Linked DNA regions of Gossypium hirsutum: all the other regions are linked to region 2. A link is a contact called in public Hi-C data. All regions are on one chromosome and are shown on one strand. Each heading gives the region's core, a stretch centred on a gene start, on an enhancer-like site or on the middle of the called end of the contact. The rest is flanking DNA. Distances are from core to core; before and after follow the strand shown.

Region 1 (4,554 bases), core at 490-2,989, 730 kb before region 2:
CGTGTAGAGATTGAAAGATTTCATCCAGCGTTGTATGAATGTAACATTGTCCAAAAGTATTGAGAATGTCAATTTTGCCAAATCATCTGTTATTTTTAGAGAATCTCTTTAATGAAACGGATCATAAAAGATTCACATTACTCCTTTCTAGATTCTTGAATTGCTTCCTTACTATATATCTCAAAGTACCATTTTTTTTCAAATCTCTAAATTTAGTATTTTTTGAATTCAAGAACCCACGCAATACTAGCATGATTAGCCAAAATGCTTTTATCAGTTGTCACAAAGGATTTGATGTAGTGGGCTCCTTGGCCGTCCGTTAATTCTACAGGACTGTCCATATCCAAATTTATTCATGTGAGATTGTTTACGTCCATAAAATGATGATGCAAGTTAGACAAAAGGAATTAAGCATCACACTAAAATATAAGGATCTTTGGTGCAACCAAACAATTAGTTCCATAAACTACCAATTGAGCCAATCATTAGGAATTGGTTGACTTCTTCTTCTTCTCTAAATTATTCAAGGGAATGTTAGGACTTAGTTTAGAAAATCAAATATTTAGCAACCCTATTTTATATTAAAAAAAGAAGAAGAAGGGAATAAAGTTGACAAACAAAGATGTGTTATTTGTTCCTTGCAGTAATTACGTACTTTTTTGGATTCTAGTCAAACAATCAATCTATTAGTATATTGATGTTTAGCATAATAAGAATCATTTTTGGAGTTTTCTTTTCGTATCACCCAAGTTTGATATTTTTGGAGCAAATTCCGTAACCTAATAGGCTCCTTCATTTGTCTTTTAATTTTGTTTTTTTTATACAAGGAAAATTTCAGGCATAATATAATCGTGGATTATCATGTAATATGTCAACATTAAAATTTAATTAATAATTTTTAATTTTTAAAAATTAATTAGATGTTAATATGTCGTCCACATGTATACCGTATAAAAACGTTAAATTTTTTATCCATTTTGGGGTGATTTGATAAAAGAAAATTATAAGTTCAAAAGCTAAAAAAGATAAAAAATTTAAATAAAAGACTAAAATAATTTTTTTATAAAATTAAAAAACTAAATAAATCATTATATCAAAATTTAATTAAGTTGAATTAAAATACATTAACCTATTATAAAAAAGAAAAATGAAAAGTGAAATTAAGGGTTTGAATAAATAAAGTTAAGGAAAATTAAATCTTATATCCAAGTTGTTGGCGTTTATGGGATATTTTTTTTAATTGGATTAAGAATTCACAAATATTTTTTGTAAATAGAAATTAAAAGGTATAAAAATTAAATTTATTATTAGATGTGAAATATAATAATTAAATTTGAAGTCTCATTTGTAGTTAAAATATATATATTTACATAAATAGCCCTAAATAACATTTCACCCTCACAATTTAAATCCAATTTTTTTGCATTTTTATTTGGGGGTGTGTGTGTAAAGGTGACAATTATATGGAATATTATTGTGTGATTGGCATTCACTTAATAAAGTGACGGCGCTGTTAGTTTTCATCATCATTAACGATATCCACTTTAGATTCTGCAATCATTAAAGCTAAACAGAATTTTTATACTTAATTCTGTTGTGTGGGGAAAATGAAATGACATTTAGCGAGTTGAAATAATAAAGGGGAAATGGGAAATGGATCTGGATTCAGCCTGTGCCAATTTATCAGCAAACAGGGAAATAAAGGTGTCATTTTCATGTATTGGGAAGGCACATGGCATGTTGTTCATCCCATGTGATGTTTTGACCTAATTTATTAATTTCATCCATAAATCTACCCTACTCATATATGTATATCTTGCGTATAAAGACAATATATAGACTTTTGCTTTTATTACTAAATCAGAGAAAAAATGATGATTAAATAATAAATGAAAACATAATTGTATAGTTATAATGAAAATGCAAAAAGATGGTGGGATCATCAGCATTAACCAAAGACACGTGGAGTGGGATTAAAGTAGTGTTGGTAAAGAGTGGTGAATTGTATTCGACAACATTGCCCTTTTTGTCAGTCTACAAAGTTAAGAGAGTTGCACCGCATACACCGATGGGATTTAAGAAACCCTGTGAAAATGGGAATGGGGTTGGGTATTAGAGCTGGAGAATGCGGGGGAACAAGGTTCACATGGGAGAACGTGCTTCCCTCCCATTTCTATCTTCAATCTCTAAATACCCACTTATAGATTTAAGATTAAAAAGTTTGGTCTTGGCACCATTAAAATGATTTTTTTAATTGTTTTAAATTTGAATATGTTGAGGATTGGATCTCCAGCACGTTAGGTTTTGTATCTCAACCATGTGTAATGTTTACGTTTTCGATCTATCAACTTATTTTCTCAGAGAAAAACAAAACAATACCTGAATCCAATAAATTATTATAAATAATAGGATCTAAATTCGGCATTATTTTCACATTGCAAGTCCCCACCCCATATTCCATGTGTTTGCTTCAAATGTTCACATTTCATTTCATTCATTTTAATGAAACATGGTATTTGTTTCTAATAAATTTAGCAAAGTATTTTCTTTTTCATAAAATAAAATTAGCTGTATATAGAATTTGAGGGTTAATTAATTATATATTCAGAACGCACATGTCATTTTGCCAAAATTTTTTCCCCTTTTCTGATGTAACATTTTGCAACTTTAAAGGTTAAGTACTTTTTATGATGATATTTTTAAAAAAATGCATTAAATCATTTATTATTAAATTAATGAAATCTTTTTTTCTTGGATATAAAATTGAAACTACCAACCGTAGTAGATAAGTTATAACCACGTTGTTGATCTGATTATACATATGTTGTCCTCATCAATCAGTTATCTCTGTTGAACAAATAATAATAATAATAATCATATTCAGCTATCTCTTAACCGACATTGGAATGCTAAACTGACACTGTTGGGAATTGTCACTTTTTATTATTATATATTTTATGGAAACATTAATCTAAATTTGCTGGGCAAAAATATTATTTTTAAAATATTTATATCTTTTTTATATTTTCATTAACTTCAGAAAAATGTATAAGTAAATTATACTATTCATTACGGCAAAATTTTTTTCACTCAACTAATAAAATTTATCTTTTTTTTTTATTTCTTTTGTTAAGTGCTTTTAAGTCTACGATGGATTGATGATGTTGTGATTTTAAATTTTGTATAATAATATATTTGATATTCAATGCTTATACATTTTATTAATTTAGTTTATAAAAAAATTAACCTTCAACATTTATAAATTATTTTAATTTAATCCTTAATTCTAATAAAATTATAAAACTTTTCAATTAATATTTTTAAAAATCATACAAAATACATAAAAAAATTCTAAAATTATAATATTATAAAATTTTACAAAAAAAGTTCCCACATATTCAAGTTGCAATCTCTTCAAACTTTCATCGATGCTTTTAGTTGCTCTCTCAACATTGAAATCAAAATCTTCACGGTATCTCCCACATTTTGTTGAAATTATATATTCACTTCTAGTAACTCCAAGAGCTTTAAGGCTTAGTTTGGATGGACAGTGTGTTTACCTCCGGTGAGGTTAAAAACAGCGGTGGCGGTGAGATTAGTTATTGTAGCGGTGAGATTGGATACTGTAGCGGTGAGATTAGAAACAACGGTGGAGTGTGTGTTTGGATTCAAACGCAGCTGTAGCGGTGAGGTGAAAATGAAAAATGACTATTAAGGACATCATATTAGAATTGATATATAATAGAAGTTTTTAAATTATTTTACTTATATAAAATTATTAAAATATGTGAATTTATAAATTCATTTAATAAAATATTAAAATGTATCTTTTAATATTTTATTATAAATATTTTAATGAATTATATAATCCATTTAAATTATTTATTAGATAAAATGATAATAATTTTTAATTTTTTATAGTTAAATATTCTTTTATAACAATGATAAATATTATTTTCGCAAATAGTAACATTATACTTGGATCAAATTTTGAAGTATCTAAACGAATGATTTTCAATAAAAAATATATATATATACTAACATAAGACATAACAAGTTTCATTATTACTTGAAATTAGGTTTTGATACAAATTTATTTTTACAAATATTGATTCATTAAACTATTTGCAATGGTTTCCCTTAACATTGCAATTTCAAGGTTACTTTCACTGTTAGAAGAACTCGATTCACCTCTATCAAAATGGCTTGAAGAGATTGGCATGTCGGGTATATTCTCAAATTGTCGAAAATCCTCATCATTTGACCAAGCATGTCTTCGAATGTAATTATGCAAAACCATTGTTGCAATAACTATTAAAACTTGCTTGTCGAATGAATAGCTTGGAATATCTCTTAAATTGGCCATTTTTTTTCCAAACTCCAAATGTTAGTTCAATCACAGAGCGTAACGAAGAATGGGCATGATTAAAAATTTCTTTTTTTCCAGATGCTCGATGATTACCTCGATGAAAGTCAGGTAAATGATATCGTTCCCCCTTATATGGACCTAGAAAACCTGCCATTTGTGGATATCCTGAATCCACAAGATAATAT
Region 2 (4,232 bases), core at 1,652-4,151:
AATTACTTTCTATATTCATGCCTCTAGAAACTAATCCATCACTAGTCAGAAGCCTATTCATCATAGCCATCCAAGCAATAATAAAATGCTTGGGAATATGTAATGGAGACCAAATCAACTTTTGCCAATTATACTCCTCTTTTTTATCCCTAATTTCCTCCCACAACTTGGTGGTTGGGATAATATTACTACCATTAGATAGTCTTGAAATGATAGGAGCGACCATCTCTCTCATCTTGAGTAGTCTTTTCCAGTTCCAACTATTTGAAGAACGAATAGTGACATCCCAAAAACACTTATATCCTTTAGAACATACTCCCTAAGCCAAGCAATCCATAATGAATCCTGTCCAGCAAGAATAACTTTAACATGCTGCAAAATGCATGCATTACTCCAATCTTCAAGTTTTTTCAAATCTAATCCACCCTCAGCTTTAGGTGACAAATCTTATGCCCACTAACTCTTGCACCAAAAGCTGCACCATCTTTCCCTTTCTAGAAATACCTAGAATAGATTTTTAAGAACTTCTGGGATCGACCCGATTAAGCAACAAGTAAAAAAAATTAGAGGAATAAATTGAGAAATTAAACACCGAAATTTAATGTAGAAAAACCCCTCTAAAGAGAATAAAAAACTACGAACAAAGATAATTTTACTATTATGGTAAAAGAACGAAGAGTACAAAAGAAATCTCAAAACGTAGACACAAAATTCTCTACATGTGTTATGAGTTTTTTCTAAAGTTGTTAAAGAGCCTATTTATAAGCTAAATTCATAAGTCAAATAATAATAAAATAATCTAAAACTCATCAATATTTAATTAAAATAAATAAATAAAATTTAACTAAAAGATTATTTCTCAAATTTAATTAAAATAGGAGTCATACTTAACAACTCATTTAGTCAAAAGAAATTGTCTACACCAATAAGGTTTAATGTTGTAAATGACAGCTTTAATTAATTGCAATCTTCCGGCATAGCTTAGTTGCTTAGATGACCAACTATTAATTCTGCCGGTAAGTTTCTCAATCAAAGGAGCACAATCTGTAGCATTTTAATTTCCTTGTGACCAGCGGAACTCTCAAATATCTCACAGTAAGCCTACCAGACTGAAAAGGAGTAACTCTTTTCGTAATTTCCCATTCCTCTTCAAAAGCACATTTACATGGTTTCTTTCATGTTATTTATTTCTTTATATCTATCAAATATTCATGAAGATTATTGTTCGTACTATGAAAATTTAAAGTCCAGACATACTTCATCATACTAATGCTACTTTGGGATTTTATTTTATTTTTTTTATTTTGCAAAAAAGAAGTAGATATAAGAAACAAAGAAATAATAATAATGGATTAGAGATTCAAGTGTACATTCATGTACCATCAAATTTAGAATTTGAAACAGGTAAGCTAAGTTGTGGGGTGATGATTTCGACTTTTCCTTTTTGTACCATGAAAATTTAAAAGTTCATTTTTATTATTTTTCCTAAAATGATCTACTTTGGAGAAAGAATGCAAATGATTCAATCGAAGACAGCTTAGTTAAATATCTTCTAGCTAGGCCGCCATCATTACACTAACTAAAGCCTAAATGACCCCATTTTCCTAACCGAGAAAAATATTTCCAACTTTTCATATCATTGATTTGTGCCCAGACTGTATAAAAATTAAATTGGAGGAAATAACCAAATCGTCAAATCAATTTAATCCATCAAGTTATTTGAGTAATATAATTTTAAAAAATCTACAATTAATAAATAAAAATATTTTTTGAACTATATTTTTTATAAAATATACATTAATAGTATAATTAATTTTTAATATACAAAATCTAGGGTAAATTATATAGATAGTAACCCAATTATAAAAAAAAATTATTTTAGACACTCAAAATAAAAAGTTTATAATTTAAACACTCATGTTATATAGTTTACATAGCAGTTAAAATTTTAGTATAATAACAATTTTATTTCTCAACTTTTATATATTATATTAATTTAATTATATACAATTTTAAAAAATTAACCTTCAAAATTTACAAATGTTCTCAAAATTACATAAATATTTTTAAAAGATATAATAATAAATTTAAATTTTATATTAATATTAATATAAAATAAAAATCTCTCACTCCGGTCCCTCTCCCTCTCTCCCACCGGAACTTTCCTTCCACCGTCCTCGTACCCCCACCCCCACCCATCACTGTCCCTCTATTGCTTCCGAATTCCATTAATTTCATGGCTAATTTGTATCCAAATACTTGTAATATTCCTTCTCATACTTCTTCTTAATTGCCTCGGGGGTAAGGGAACGGTGGTGGGAGGGGGTGAGCTACGGAGGTGGGAGGATTTTTATTTTATTTTATTTAATATTAATATAATTATATTATTAATATTATATTAATCTAAAATTTATTATTATTGAAAGTATTTATGTATTTTATATATTTTTTATAATTTTTTAAAATTAAAATCAAAATTTAAAATTATTTATAAATTTTGAAAGTGAATTTTTTTAAAAAAATATAAAGTGATATAATATATAAAATTTTATGACTAAATTTATTATTATATCAATTTTTTTAATTATCATATTTATCATTTATGATTTTAAGGAGATTGATTAGAATGACGGAATTATATACGTTAATGCTTTAATTATAAATTGTTTATGTTAAATATTGAGTTAAAATTTGTATTGATAATCCTAAATTCTATTTTACAGAGTTGTAATTTGCAAAGCAGCAAGCTGGGAAAGAGCACCCCCAATAAAATCACAAAACTACTCCTTTTGACGTGCCATTTCTTGTCCTTTTGGAGCCTAGGACTGATCGTACCATATCCACTCTCTCAACTCCACGTGGTATTACCTTTTTTTCTTTATATAATTATAAACCACAACGAAGGTCCTGCTTCAATCCTCTCTCGTGCCTAGCTTCTATATTTTGGCTTTAGGGCTGAAAGGCCGGCATGAAGGTCCGATCATGGCTAGCTACATGCACAACCAGCAGCTGCGCCACTTTAACCCACGACTCCACCATCCCGTTCCCTAAAAAACCACCGCGCTTATCGGAACATTTGGTTTCCGATAGTTCCTCCGATAATCGAGGGAGCGCCACCTCATCTTCAGCTTCTTCAAGTGACACGAGCTACAGCAGCCTCCCTAGCAACCCTTCCCTCCAGACTCTGCCATCTGTACCTTCCTTACAGCTTTTCCCTGATACCTTAGTCTTTTCCGTCTCTGACATCAGCGTTTCTTCAATTATGCCTCTACCCAACCACCCGATCACCTGCGTTGCGGTTCAGGGTAACTTCTTGTATGTTGCTTCTGTTAACGAAATTAGCGTCTACGATCGCCAAACATCCACTCTTCTCGATGCCTACAACGGCAACGATTCATCCTCCGGTTCCGTTAAGTCTGTCACTTTCTGTGACGGAAAAGTCTTCACTGCTCACCAGGACTCTAAGATCCGGGTCTGGCAAATGACCGTGACTAAAAAGCACAAGTTCTTAACCGCCCTACCTACCGTTAACGACCGCTTACGTCGTTTTGTTCTCCCAAAGAACTATGTCAGTGTTCGCCGTCACGTGAAGCGGTTGTGGATCGAACACGCCGACGCCGTTACTGGGCTCGCCGTCAATAGAGGTTTAATCTACTCAGTTTCTTGGGATAAAACCTTGAAGATATGGCGAGCATCGGATGCGCGTTGTTTACAGTCTATTAAAGCACACGACGACGCCATTAACGCCATCACGGCCTCCGTTGACGGAACGGTTTATACAGGGTCCGCTGACCGACGGATCCGAGTCTGGGCGAAACCCTCAGGCGAGAAGCGGTACGCATTGGTGGCGACTCTTGAGAAGCATAAGTCAGCGGTAAACGCACTGGCTTTAGACGACGAAAGATCAGTGCTTTTCTCCGGTGCGTGTGACCGTTCGATTCTGGTATGGGAGAGGGAAGATAGCGCCAATTACATGGTGGTGACGGGAGCGCTGAGAGGGCATGGAAAGGCAATCCTATGCTTGATCAACGTCTGTGATTTACTAATGAGCGGGTCCGCTGATCGGATGGTTAGGATCTGGCAACGTGGAGTGGAAGGGAAATATTGTTGTTTGGCAGTTTTGGAAGGTCACCGGAAGCCGGTGAAGTCGTTGACGGCTGTCAGAGACGATGAACATAGTGATGTAGTTTCGGTTATTAGCGGAAGCCTGGATGGCGAAATTAGAACGTGGA
Region 3 (4,352 bases), core at 1,127-3,626, 940 kb after region 2:
TATGAGGAAAATTAGAAACATACAAATAAGCTATATCATTAACGCCTTTAAAATCACCATCCTTGTATGCATAGTTAGCTTTAGCATTATATATATATATGTATATATTTGAAAAAGCTATCATTCATTTCATCATTTTGGGCTAACGAAATTTGCCTCAATATAGTTTTTGTTCTTCTTCTTCTTTTAATGGATGCTTTGATAAAGTTTTACTAGATGCTTAAACGTACGTCAGGTACATGACTAATGCATTTTTATACCACATCGGTAGTATGAATTTTCAATAACCTTCAAATATTTTGACTACAATTTTTTTGTTTTACATTATTATTCGTTTTCTAGTGATTAGAAGTATCACTGGTTATTAGTACATTTCCAACCACATCCTCAATTACAATGACAACCATGAACTCTATATTTTCATTTTTCATAATTGTTATGTATTGCTACATTCACTTCGGGGAATGGAGCATAATTAGTGAAACGAATAACTTGTTATTTTGTTTAGCTATAAGAATACATGATATCAATTTATAATACTTTTTAAAACATTTTAAACAGTAAGCAGAGAATTATTGACGCAATCAAGATTACCACTAAGCTACATGTGAACATCAAATAAAAGGAATAAACAATTTTAAAAATATTATTCTCATTACTACAAATAAAACAAAGGTGGAGGTATAGAAACCCATAAAGAAATTCTCGGGTGCAAATGCTGGAAAGAAAAATTCTTTGTGAGCTTTGATCATCTTTATACAAGTTAGCATGTACTAACCTTGCTAGCCCGTAAAATCTAGTTATTATAGCTAAACTAAATGCATTAAAAATATATATTACATTTTACCAGTGCATAATGATCAATAATTAACCAGGTTTACTTGGTTAAGTTGAAATGATGCATGGTGGATATTTAAAAAGAAAGAGAAGTGGTAACTTCCATCATAAATCAACAAATTAAATGGAAAAAACTATGACCAGTAATAACAATAAAAGAGGTAATATTCATCAAGAATTTCAAGAGCTACTTATAGAAAATGTCAAATAGTGTATTGGCCAATCATATTTTAAATAAAATTAGGAACTTAATGCACATGTCAATTGAATGCAAAACACACAAAATTAACAAACAACAAATCTCTTTCAAAAAATGCCTGATAGGTTACATATAACATTATGCATTAACATGAAATCCCAATCTACCACGTAGTCCATAAATAATAAATCCATGAAAGAGTATGCAAGCAGCAATGTAAAACAAACAAACAAATAATATAATATAAAATTTTATGCAAATTATCTAGATCAAGAAAATAAGATATAAATTAAAACAAATTGAAATAATTGAAAAAAATTACTAACCTTTTAAAAAAATGGTGAAAAAATCAAATAGTTTAACAAAAAAAAGATTTGTATGCTTTGAATATTTCTCTTTCTATCAAAATATGATGAACAAATTAAAACAATTATGAAAATACATATGTCGTATATAGTTTAATGGAAGATTTATAGGCAGATAACGTGTTATCAAATAATCAAGTAAAAGAATACTAAAAAAGTAAACAATAGATCAAATCAATAGATAATTTTCGCGTATCTCATTTCACGCATATAAGGGTTTTATTTATAATTATTGCCATTTAATACAACACACATAAATGAAGCTTAGTTAAGTGCTTCATTAACACAACTTGCATATTTACTTTCATAATGAATGAGAGGGATTTTATCTCATAAATAAAGGGATTAGAATTTGGACATCCACATTTATTTGTAACAGTTTATTTGATTTTTTATTTTTTAAAAGTTTTCATTTTTTATTTTTTCATCATTTGAAAATTTTTATTTTATTTAATATTTTCATATTTTTCATATTTTTAGAATAAAATTTTATCATTTTTATAAATTGGAATAAAGTTTTATCATTTTTATAACTTGGAACTTAAATGTTAAGAAATTAATAATTAAATCTAAATTAAAAAACTACACTATTAACTTTTAATTAGGAATGCATTTGGATGAACGATGAATTTTTTTACTATTAATATAAAAATAATAATGAAAGTGAAATTAAATATTATAATGTGAGAGAAAAAATAACTAAATGCACTATCAACCGTCTATTCAAACGGACCATAAGAAATCAATAATTTTTAAGTGCAATTACGAGAAATTATTCGCATTTAAGGGTTTATTTAATTGTTTTTTCAACCCCTAAATTTTCCGGTTGGAAGTCAAATCCTAAAACGTAATCCTCTTAATCAATCTGACCCGTCAAATTAGAATACCAAAAAGAAGCTACTCAACGTGGCACCATCTAAGCCGTATATTCACCAAAACATAAACCTTTTAATTTCATATTTTAAAATTTTAAAATTGTTTTCCTTGTGAAGTTAATTTCCTTTCAAGGCGCTAATAAAATAAAATACCAGAGACCAAGGAGAGACTGGTTGGTAGCTAATCGTGTTCTTTGTTCTTCGGCTTCACCGTCTCGTTTAGGTAACGACACCCCTATTTCTCTTAATCTTAATTTCACTAGACCTCTTTTTGGAAGCAATTTCTGGTTATAATTTAATCGTAATTTATCCTCACCTGTTTTTTTCCCTATTTCAATGATTTCATTTCCTTCCTCCCTTCTCAACTAATATCGATCGGTTACTTCCATTATCTTCCTCCTCTGCTTCCAATTCTAGGGTTCGGATCGCACCAAAATACGGGATTTTTTACTGTCGATTATATAAATAATTGGCTTCTTTTTTAAATGACGAGTGCGGGCAATGAAGAAGTCGATGCAGTGCTCAGTGACGTGGAGTCTGATGAGCCGGTACCGATTGTTATTAAAGATCCGTCTCGAGAGGATGTATCGGTCGAGAAATTCCGTGAAATTCTGGCGGAGCTCGATCGCGAGAAACAAGCACGAGAAGCTGCCGAGAATTCCAAATCAGAACTTCAAGTTTCGTTTAATCGATTAAAAGCTTTGGCTCACGAGGCGATTAAGAAGCGAGATGAGTGTGGGAGACAACGTGACGAAGCTCTCCGCGAGAAAGAAGAAGCTTTGAGATCGAACGATAACTTAACGGCGCAATTAGCTGAAGCTAATAAGATTAAAGTCGAGGTTACGAAACAGAGAGAAGATTTGGCGAAGCAATTGGAGGAAGCGTCCAAGGGAAAAGATGGATTGCGATCGGAGATCGAGACTTCTGCTCATATGCTTGTTTCAGGTATAGAAAAAATATCTGGAAAAGTTAATAATTTCAAGAACTTCTCTGCTGGAGGATTGCCGCGATCGCAAAAGTACACCGGACTGCCCTCCGTTGCTTATGGAGTCATCAAAAGAACAAACGAGATCGTTGAAGAGCTCGTTAAACAGATCGAAACCACAACCAAATCTAGAAACGAAGCCAGGGAGCAGATAGAGCAACGAAATTACGAAATTGCCATTGAAGTTTCTCAGCTTGAAGCTACATTAAGTGGGTTACGAGATGAGGTGGCAAAGAAAACTAATATAATTGAAAATTTAGAGAAGAATATAGCTGAAAAGGATGGGAAGATTGGGGAGATTGAAAAAGAGATGTCGGAGAAGATTAATTTGGCACAGGATGAATTAATGGAGTTGAGGAACTTGACCAGTGAATATGATGATAAATTGAAAATTTGGCAGATGAGGATGGAATTACAGAGACCGTTACTGGTTGATCAGTTGAATTTCGTTTCTAGAATTCATGAAATTATTTATGATGTTATTAAGATTGTTGATGCTGATAATATGGATCAGTCAGATGTATCGGAGTCCTTTTTTCTTCCACAAGAGACAGATTCTGTGGAAAATATACGCGCTTGTTTGGCGGGGATGGAGTCTATCTATGAATTAACAGGAATTCTTGCTGGGAAAACAAAGGACTTAGTGGATGAAAAGAATCGTGAAGTAAAGAGTTTAAACGAAACAGTTGCTCGATTGATTAAGGAGAAAGAACATATTGGTTCTTTACTTAGGAGTGCATTGTCCAGGAGGATGGTATCTGAAAATAAGTCCAAAACTAACGAGTTGTTTCAAACTGCTGAGAATGGTTTGAGAGAGGCTGGAATTGACTTCAAATTTAGTAATCTTATTGGCGATGGAAATAAAGCTGGAGATCCAGGCTCAGACCAGGATGAAATATACACTCTGGTTAGATTTTTTCTATTGCCATTGATTTGTTACATGTTCTCTTTAAGTTTGCATAGTGTTTCAAGGTCATATCTTTCCCTTTTGAGGTTCTATTATGTCATTTGACAGGCTGGTGCTTTGGAGAATATTGTCAAAACATCTCAGCTTGAGATAATTGAACTGCAGCATTCTGTGGAGGAATTAA

The links. A called contact is a pair of places that touch in the nucleus more often than the background predicts.
Region 1: a Hi-C map of leaf shows a contact between it and region 2, with 2.5 times the contacts expected there. The contact joins the enhancer-like site here to the promoter of LOC107886478 in region 2. A contact is called at or near these places in 2 of 34 Hi-C or Micro-C datasets (both in leaf).
Region 3: a contact with region 2 is called in a Hi-C map of leaf, with 2.0 times the contacts expected there. The contact joins the promoter of LOC107886536 here to the promoter of LOC107886478 in region 2. A contact is called at or near these places in 3 of 34 Hi-C or Micro-C datasets (all in leaf).

Annotation. Positions count from the first base shown.
Region 1 is chrA03:94,218,547-94,223,100 of Gossypium_hirsutum_v2.1, forward strand. No RefSeq gene overlaps it. Among protein-coding and RNA genes, the nearest start is that of LOC107886483, 18 kb to the left of the region's middle. Within about 2 kb of position 1,740, at least 2 of the 9 cell types and tissues checked have an H3K27ac peak or open chromatin away from gene starts, as enhancers often do. A contact at or near this core is called in leaf, where this site is marked.
Region 2 is chrA03:94,943,844-94,948,075 of Gossypium_hirsutum_v2.1, forward strand. LOC107886478 (protein JINGUBANG) reads left to right here and starts at 2,902. Exons shown (of 1, transcript XM_016810449.2): 1 at 2,902-4,232. The coding sequence starts at 2,969.
Region 3 is chrA03:95,885,201-95,889,552 of Gossypium_hirsutum_v2.1, forward strand. It overlaps LOC107886536 (paramyosin), which reads left to right and starts at 2,377. Exons shown (of 6, transcript XM_016810525.2): 1 at 2,377-2,499; 2 at 2,694-4,168; 3 at 4,277-4,352. The coding sequence starts at 2,762.